2 separate regions of the Mus musculus genome follow, and region 1 is linked to region 2. The links are chromatin contacts, called in public promoter capture Hi-C maps. All regions are on one chromosome and are shown on one strand. The core of a region is the stretch at or near the end of the contact, and the rest is flanking DNA. Distances in the headings are between cores, read along the strand shown. Region 1 holds the start of Dupd1 (dual specificity phosphatase and pro isomerase domain containing 1). Region 2 overlaps Adk (adenosine kinase).

What was found. Promoter capture Hi-C pulls out the DNA fragments that hold promoters and counts their contacts.
Region 1: a promoter capture Hi-C map of second pharyngeal arch cranial neural crest shows a contact between it and region 2. The contact joins the promoter of Dupd1 here to the enhancer-like site in region 2. A contact is called at or near these places in 9 of 39 promoter capture datasets (the C10 cell line, cranial neural crest, frontonasal cranial neural crest and 5 more), 1 of 484 Hi-C or Micro-C datasets (bone marrow-derived macrophages), 1 of 115 datasets of contacts at active chromatin or transcription factors (embryonic basal ganglia) and 1 of 9 other capture datasets (adipose tissue).

What each region holds. Positions count from the first base shown.
Region 1 is chr14:21,711,362-21,716,176 of GRCm38.p6, reverse strand. Dupd1 (dual specificity phosphatase and pro isomerase domain containing 1) reads left to right here and starts at 1,601. Exons shown (of 4, transcript NM_001013826.2): 1 at 1,601-1,668.
Region 2 is chr14:21,158,746-21,163,242 of GRCm38.p6, reverse strand. The region is part of intron 3 of Adk (adenosine kinase); the gene reads right to left. Among named protein-coding and RNA genes, the nearest start is that of Adk, 110 kb to the right of the region's middle. Within about 2 kb of position 1,397, at least 4 of the 459 cell types and tissues checked have an H3K27ac peak or open chromatin away from gene starts, as enhancers often do.

The DNA of each region.
Region 1 (4,815 bases), core at 352-2,851, 550 kb before region 2:
GGGACTGGCTGGATCCTTCTAGGTCAGGCTGATGGGTTGCCTGACCTGTGCCCAGCTAGACAACGTGGAGTTTGTTTCACCCACACGAGGAGGTACAGGGGCGTCCTCCCCCTGCATGGTGTTAGTCCTGTATCAGAGTTATGCAGAGAATGGTCTATGCATCGCAGACTAGCCTTTTTTTTTTTTGACTTCTAGAAGACAGACCAGGTGTCCCTAAAAATGCTACCATTCTTCTCTAACACAGTCTCCCCACGGATTCCTAGGGCCCTTGATGGAAAAGGTTAGGATGCTCCCCTATCCTGTTGTTCTACCCAGAGAGATTCTCCTGCCTCTGCCTCTTGAGTGCTGGGATTAAAGATGTGAGCCACTATGTCTAGCAAAATATAATGTATGAAGGACTGAGAGAGTGGAGAAGCCCGCCATTTGTCTAGTTCACCGCTTAGGGTCTTGCTCACGGAGGTGATAATCAACAGTCCCTCTATATCCGATGCTTTTCTCATCCTGACACCTTAAACGGTTTGCTTTTGCTCACAGTTGGGGGGATATGGTCTACCAAGGTGGGGACGGGATGGTTTGCTGGCAGCTCATGATAGATGGGAAACAGAGTGCTCCATCTGAGTTAGATATGGCATACCCGTCAGACCATCACCACACCCTACCCCTCCTTGCCCAGTGACTCTCACTTTCTCCAGCCTCGGCCCTACCTCTTAAAGATTCCACAATTTCTCAAAACAGTTCCACCAGCCTATGAAAAACATTTCATACTCAAATCATAACAGTCCTCAAATTCTTCTCTTGGCTCCATTTGACTTTACTACATCTTTCGTCTTAGATGCTAAGAAATGTTTCTCTCATTGGTCTATCGTCAATCCATCTACATAGTATCTGGCTATCTTAAACAACTCTCTCTCTCTCTCTCTCTCTCTCTCTGTGTGTGTGTGTGTGTGTGTGTGTGTGTGTGTGTGTGTGTGTGTGGTGCACAGGCTCATAATTACATAAGAGGGTAGAATTGTGAGCACTGTCCTCACTGAACTCCAGAAAAGCTGGGGACTTGGGGGTTGTTTTGCAGGAAGTGCTACCTGCACAGTGTTTGCCCACAGGGACTCTTTCTCAGGGATTCATCGATCATTCTTCGTGATGCGATGTCCATTCCATCCATCCCCAAGAGATAGCTCTCCAAACTCTCAGAGAGAGCTGCGGTAGAGGGCAGAGATCTTCATGCTGTGAACCCTGAGGCCTCCTATGGCTCTGTGTCAGCAGGCAACCCTCCCATCCCCGGCCCCCAGCCCGGTCATCATTCTGAGACAGAGCCCTTAGAGGGCCTGCAGACACCTCGCTTCATCCAGTGTAAGAAAACAAAGCTGGGGAATTACCCATCTGTCGCCATCCTGGCGGCCACATGTCCTGTATCTGTGGCTGAGCCAGAGACAAACATGTGGCCTCCAGGTACAGGACTGCTTGAGTCAAGGGTTTCAGGTCACACTGGGGAATCATTTTGCAAACAAATGCCACGGGTCTCCTCTCACACTGGACAGCATGCAAGGTCAGTGTCAGCAGATCTGACCCTAAAAATAGGCCCTCTGAGCTGCTCTGGAGGGTTAGTGTAAGGCTGCCACACACCCTTCGGACTGGTACCTCTTAGCCCAGCCAGGCACTTGGGGCACACAGGTAAGGCCCTTGAATGGGAAGACTATTGCCTACGGGGTGTAGCCAAGCGTTCTTTAAGAAAATGGCTGTGGGGATTGGAAATCTTACTTCCACAGTTTCTGAAGCTGTAGAGAACATCCTTTTAGTACGAAAGGCTCCTTGCTATCCCAGCATTCAATAGAGGCAACACTGAATTGCTTTCTCGTTTCTTGTCTCTAAATTATGAGTTCCTGTGATGATTTCTAAGGGATAACCTAATGGGTTAAAGCTCTTGGGTCCCGTCTGAGCCTTTGGATGCTCTGTATGGTATTCATATCATGGAGCAGGGGAAATAGAGGCATCAGATTCCCTCGGATCATGTGTAGGGCAGCACAAATTACAAACGCTACTCAAGGCTCCAGTGTCCTGGCAATCTTAAGCCTCATTCAAAGTAAGATACTCTTTAAAGAATTTTCCAATCCTGAGGGGAACATGGGCTGGGGATGGAAGCACCCCAGTGGAGATGAGGAGGCTGGGTGATGGAGAGATGGAGCTATTCGCCTATGACAGCACCATATGAGGTAGGAAGGGAGAGGATAACCCGTACCTCAGACCAGGCTCTCCCATTAGATCCAGTGCTCTTGTCCCGTGGCCCCAGTAGTCACTGGTAGGCTTGGAATTCAATAGCTGTTGGGACTACAAGGCACTGACAGTTCAGAAGCTGAAAGTACCCTGAGAAGGGGACATGAGGGTCGAGTGTGAAGAGGCCACCAGCCCCTGGGGGACCCTCACGTGTCACATTCTTTGTGCTGCTTTGCTATTTCCCCGGTGGCCCCTCCTTGTTCTCACTGTATGGGTCCTATGGACAATTTGGAAGACTCTGACATTTAGTGGCAGCAGGACTGGAGGGGCTTCTGAGGGAGTACTCTGGGCATGGAGAAGGTAGGAGGTCAGAGGAGAATTAGGGAAGGCCAGGCAGCACGGAAGCTACCTCAGGAGCTAAGGCAGGTCTGCTAAGGAACAGAGGAGAGGCAATGGTCTCTCACCATCAGTGGGCCAGATGTCTTGGCTGAGGGTGTTTCAGGCCTGGGGTAACAGCTGGACTGGAGATAGCACTGGGGTCCGTGTGAAGGTAGACTTCGTGTGCCTGACTACTTTCTATCCCATGATAAAGAGCAGAGGGCTGTGCTAAGGCCCAAGGCTGGACTTTGGGCTTCGATTTGTTTGCTTTCTTCCTAAACTACGAGACTTAGCAGCTTGCACTTGGGGACAGGACGGGGCTCCTTTCAGCAGCCACAGGACTTTTGCAAGTGTTTCCTTGTGCCCAGTACCCTACTGTTGTTGTTGTCTGTTTTTGATTTGAGGTTTTTGAGACAGTGTCTCTCACGCTGTAGCCCAAGCTGACCTGGAACTCACTATGTAGTCCAGGCTAGCCTCAAACCCATGACAGTCATCTTGCCTCAGCCTCCCTAGTGCTGGGATTATAGGCAGATACCACCATACCTGCCTCCCAGAACAGTTTCGTGAGCTTTCCTTTTAAGGATTAATACACTTCCTTCCCCCTTTTCAGATGGGGAAACTGAGGCATAGGTGAATTAGGTCACAGGGCTTAGGCAGTGGTGGAGACTGGAACCCAGTGTGCCTCAGAGCCTGACGGTAACAACTTTGGGGCCTGGTACCCTGAAGGCTTAGGCAGCAGCTGGGGCCTCTCACTTGGCTGTTCTGTTCTGAGCCCTACCCAGGGATGTGTGGGCCACACCCAGGGATGTGTGGGCCTGGAAAGAGCAGGAGCTAGGCTAGGGGATGCTACCACATTTGTCTCCTACTTGACTCCAGAGCAGATGATGTTTAATTTCTGTTCGAGTGACTCTTGATGGTCCCGTGCCTTCCGTGTCCACAGTAAAGAGCTGGTGAGGGCTTCTGGAAGCCTGGTAAGTCTGGCAAAAATAAACTGTCTCAGAAAACCTCACTTGCACTTCACGTAGGAACCGATGAATCCTGCCACCCACAGGCAGATGCGGAGACCTGTCGGTGCCTGTATCTTCTTCTGTAACTGCCCCATATCAACTTCTGCCCAGGCCACACCTCCCTACTCTGTCTCTCCTTGGCTTAGAACACCACTCACCTCCCTTCTTCACCCAAGTCCCTGCTCTGTGGAATGTTCTTCACGTTGATATGGTAGGAGCTAAGATGACCTCATTTAAATCCCCGTCCTGATACATTGTCCCCATTTACATGTGAGGATGCCAGGTACTAGGTGCATAAGACTCCCAGGCCCGAGAGCACGTGGCAAACTTTTTACAATACCAGGAGAGGAGCACAGAGAATGGAAAGGCAGGTTTGAGGAGATGACTCAGTGGATAAAGTTCTCGCTGCACAACATGAAGACCAGGGTTCAAATCCCAGCTGCCTGTAATCCCAGCACTAGGGAGGCAGAGACAGGGGATCCTGAGAGCAGGCTGGCTGGCTAGACTAGCTGCAATTCATGAGCTCTGGCTTGGCAAGAGACCCTGACTCAGAAAATAAATAGAAAGTGATCAGAGATGGCCAGTGTGATTTTGGGCTGCCACACTGATGCACGTGTACATGTACCTGAACACATGTGTGCCCACGTGCACACATATGTTTAAAAAAAAACAAAACAAAATAAGATGCTCAGGCTTAGCCACATGAGCTCATGCTCTGACCAGGAACATGGCATCCTCTCTGCTTGCTGAACCAAGTCCCCGTTGTACCCTACTTGGTAACCTGCCGGCATCTTTCTTTCTTTTCCTTCTTTTCTTTCCTTCTTTTTTCTTTTCTTTTGTGTGTGTGTGTTTTTTTTTGTTTTTTTTTGTTTTTTTGTTTTTTTGAGATAGGGTTTCTCTGGGTAGCCCTGGCTGTCCTCACAGAGATCTGCCTGCTTCTGCCTCCAAGTGCTGGGATTTAAAGGCATGGGACACCAGACCTAGCTAGTATCATTTTTCCTAACTTCACTGTCCCTCATTTTTCTTCGTGTGTAATGTGGTGCACTTGTGTCTCATGCAGGAGGTTTTAAGAGCAGACATTCCCTGAGAATACAATAAATGAAACCCTCTGTATATTTATTCCTTGGAGTCTGGCCAGGTCTGTTATTTCTCTGAGGACTTAAGTGGTGGTTTTAGGAGACATCAGCCTTGGCCCTGAGCCTTGCTAAGGTCCTTAGCCTTC
Region 2 (4,497 bases), core at 148-2,647:
GAAGCCAAGCCTGGCTCTGAGGCCCAGGGCAAAACGTCATTTCCCATACTTGACAAGTTCCTATGCAGGATGGATCAGTGATGGTGCACTGGAAAGGGGACCTGCCTCATGCTGCCCCCCCCCGGCCCCCATGACTCTGGGGCCAGGAGCAGAGTAACTCATTTAACAGGTGAGCATGTCAATTTTTGACAGACATCTTTTATTACCTTCATTATTAGTCTCTAAAACACTCCCAATGTTTACATTAAAAAGCAGTTAAGAATACTAGAATGAGATCGTTCTCGAGCAGGCCTTATAAGCACTATGCAGCTTCCATGCCCTACTGTATTCAACTGAATGTCAAGTTATCCATTAAAACAGCAAATGAGATGGGGTTTCTACGGACTGGAGTCACAAAACAGAAGAAAGCTGCAGAGAAAATCGTCACTCTAGTATACTGGCTCAAGGAAACTAACATTTTGGAGTTTTCCAGTAAATTTTAATTTAAATTCAGTAAAAAAAAAATTTTTTTTTAAATTTTTGTTTGGTTGTTTTGTGTTTTTTGAGACAGAAGCCATCTATATAGTTCCAGTTGGCCTGTAACTCACAGAGATCCACCTGCCTCTGCCTCATGAATGCTAGGATTAAAGGCATGGGCCACAATGCCTGGCTTTAGTTGATTCTTAATTAGTAAATTTCTTACTGGTGTGACATGAAGCAACTTCTACTTAAAATGAAGGATACCATGATTATAACCTATAATACATCTCCAATTATTCTCTATGGGGAAATAAGAATTATGAACAGGAAAGCACAGAGAGCCAGGCCATACAAGTTTACTTCCATCTGAGGGCAAGTGCTTTCCATTGTCAATGAAACTAAAGTCGCTGTACTATACGGAAGCAGGGAAGAAAAGTTCTGGTGTGCAAAGAAGGGAGATGTGGGCACACTCAACATCCGTCTGAAGAGAGACGACCTCACGTTGTATAAACTATCTCAGTATAGGAGCAGATATCAGTAATTTGAAAACAATTCAGGAAGTTTAAGCCTCTGAGGAGGGGTAAGACAATTAAAATCTTCACGGGGAACTCAAAGACATTAGTTTCCATGAGAAAGCACTCTTAACTGCCAAGCAGAATTTTCAATTTTCTTTCCTCTTTCTCATCTAAACAAATAATAAATGTAAAACAGCAGTAATTCCGAACAGGTTATACTTATTAAGACCAAATGTTAATAGAATAACACGGGGGAGGGAATCCATAAGCAAATTTTAAGATTCAAAGCTTTGAAATCTTTTACCACAAATGTTCAAGTGAGGTTAAAAAAAAAAAAATCACTGCAATGTCAGTCTGATAAAAGCCAAAGAGCATTCCCACATGTGCTTATATTTAAGGATATTTGAAAAAGATGGAAAAAGTAACAGTCGTTCAAAGTTAAAGTTAGGCTGTTAGTTCATGCGGACTGTAATTAGAGGCATTTCTCTACCTTCTCATGTTATTTTCTTTGATAAAAAGTTGGTTTTAAGCACGTGCTGCTTAGATAAGCCGTTACTCTACTCAAGTGTAAAGTTTTTTAAGGTTTAATTACTCCCATTTATAACTCTGGAGATGGAGGGATTTTTAGCATGTTAGATAATCAAATATACTGTGGAAAAGTACTAAGTATAGATGATTAAAATGATTACTCCTAAATTTACATAAATGACACGTGCATTAGGTTTGAACCTATCATAAAAACATATAACTAAATTCCACTAAACACATTTACAATTTTCGTTAAACAATAAATTGTTTGACATTTACTTTTTAAGCCATGCAAGTAAAAGGAAAAGACTGTAGGAAAGTGATCCTCAGAATGACATGTGGCGACTCCGGGTAAGCACACACGACATCCTATCCATGGGCACCCCCAAAACACAAATTACACGCTCTTCTTGGCTTGCTTTATTGGTTTCCTTTCTCCTCTTGTCTTTATCAAAGCCTGTGATTTAAGTGGGCCAGGGTTTCTCCGATCAGAGACGAGTTCTAGAAATACATGCACTGGATATGGAAAACGGTTGAGGAGCTAATCCTGTTTCTCTGTCAAACTCTAAAAACAAATCACTCATCAGAAACACTCAGGCAGACATCTAAATCCCCATCAAAACACATCATACTGAACTTCCGATTCCAAGTAACTAATAATGTGTCACAGCCAACATTCCTGCTGACAACAACTAGAGAAGCCACATAAATATGAAGTCATATAAATAATAGCACCAAAGAGGTATTAGTATAGCTCTACAGAAGTTAGTACGACTGCAGGAACAGGCAGCGCTCTTTCACACCTGCACTCATCAGTAGCTGGTAACTGGAAGCTGGAAAGAAGTGACCTGACATTTACCAAACCTCACATAGCCGTGTCCAGCAACACATCTCTTGAATTCCGAAAATGAATGGCAAGCTAAGGAGGCTAAAAAAATTAACCTCAAAAACAAATGGTTGTCTTGGGTGGTACCTCACAAAAAAACAAAACAAGCAAACAAACAAGCAAGCAAGCAAGCAAGCATGCAAACAAGCAAGGAAAGGGGATGCAAACCACAATGGGCAAGAAGAGGAAAGCAGCCAGAGAGGACGCCCGAACCATAAGTGACTGTGGACCCTTCAGTCTGCGCCTCCTGCAATACTGTTCTCCCTTTTCTCTATGAGGTTGGTGGAAGGGGGCAGGGTTGAAGATTTGACCATCTCAATAAATCAAAGATTAAACTAGGTCACCATTTCTCTCTGGGGGAAGGGGACAACATATATCAACATGGGTTACATCTAGACAATGAAAATACATCTGAGACTTAGTAGAGGTCAAGGATGGGATGGCAGGCAACGGGTGAGCAATAACAATCATACAAGACGAAAGCGAGGACTACAACAAAAAGTTAGGCTTGCATTTTGAGATATGCCCAATTCCTGGGGGGTGGGGGCAGAAGGATAAATTGTTCCACTGAATCTCTTAGAACAATTTGGCGGTAGACTATTTCACTGTTAGTGAGGCAAAAAGTTACTGAACTCATTTGAAAGCTCCAGAAGTTTAAGGCCGGAGGAAAAGAGGTAGACTGAACTATAACTGAACATCAGTGTGACCCAGGCTTTGTCCTGGATTTTATTACTGTGTTCAGTTTGCCTTCCTGCTCCACATTAGCAGCGTAGAGAAGAGAAGACATCTGATAGAAGCTAGAGGTGGAAGACTATACAAAGGGCAGCTAACCCACAATCGCAAGTTATGACAAAAGGAAATTAGAAAGGAACTGGACCAGCACTCGGGAGGCAGAGGCAGGCAGATTTCTGAGTTCGAGGCCAGCCTGGTCTACAAAGTGAGTTCCAGGACAGCCGGGGCTACACAGAGAAACCCTGTCTCGAAAAACCAAAAAGAAAAAAAGAAAAAAAAAAAAAAAAGAAAAGAAAGGAACTGAAAGAAATGCACGCAGAGTATTTTAAGAAACCTAATGAGATTCTAATAAAATTACTAAAATTATGTTCTCTGAATAGGTGAAGAGAGTAAGTTGGGAGTAGAAAACACTATTGAAGACTATGCGGTCCAGCACCAAGAGAAAGACAGAGGGAGACGGGAGCAGGAGAGGACCACGTCAGCCCCTGTGGCGACAAGTCAAATGCTTTGAAGTGACACAGATCAAATCAAGCTCTTCAGCATCCTTCCCCTCAGCGAGCAATGTCCAGTCCAGCACCGTGTGTTCAGACACTCGACTTCATTCTTCCCTTTCATTACCTTGAACATGTTAAACATGCAACAGATTTTATCAACTACCTTCATAATTGTGGAGGAGAAACCCAGTTGGTGATTTCACTGAGAATTTTCAATCAGAGAAAAATCTGAAAAGGACCAATTGTCATCTTTAATATTTTAAGTTTGAACTTCTGGTTGTTTGAAAAGGTACTGGATGCGAAGCATTCTCAATCCTTACGGTATGAATCATGGAGAGTCAAAGCTATTAAGCAATTAAGTAAATGTTAACAGACATGAATAGCATAGCAATGTAAACTCAAAACCCACATAGAAAAGACACCGTTTTTACATTACTGTTAACAGAATTACAGCTCTGAATTACCTTTTAAAAGCAAAGATTATGAAAATTTATCAGTGTAAGAATTATCCCAGTCATGCCCTGGCAGCAAAAGACACTCAAGACCCAATGTGAAACATGTTTAGATGCTCAGACGATATTTTCTTTCATCTTCCAAATACTACAAACAAAGATGCCAATAAAGAAAACCACAAGTTTGCTGAAGTTAAAACATCTGGGAAGCAGCTTAAGATATTCTTTCTAAAGAGCTCTATATTAAAGAACAGCCTGAAGGGTGATGATAAATCTGCACTAAAACGAGAAGTGTGTTTTGAATCCCACTGAATATAAACAGGTTTTTCCCCTTAAAGGGGAGGGCACTATAATTAAGACACAAAGTGCCTGAGAAGAAAGTATTCCATGAAAGGAAACTTTAAAAACAAAGCCTAGAGCTCAGTATGAGG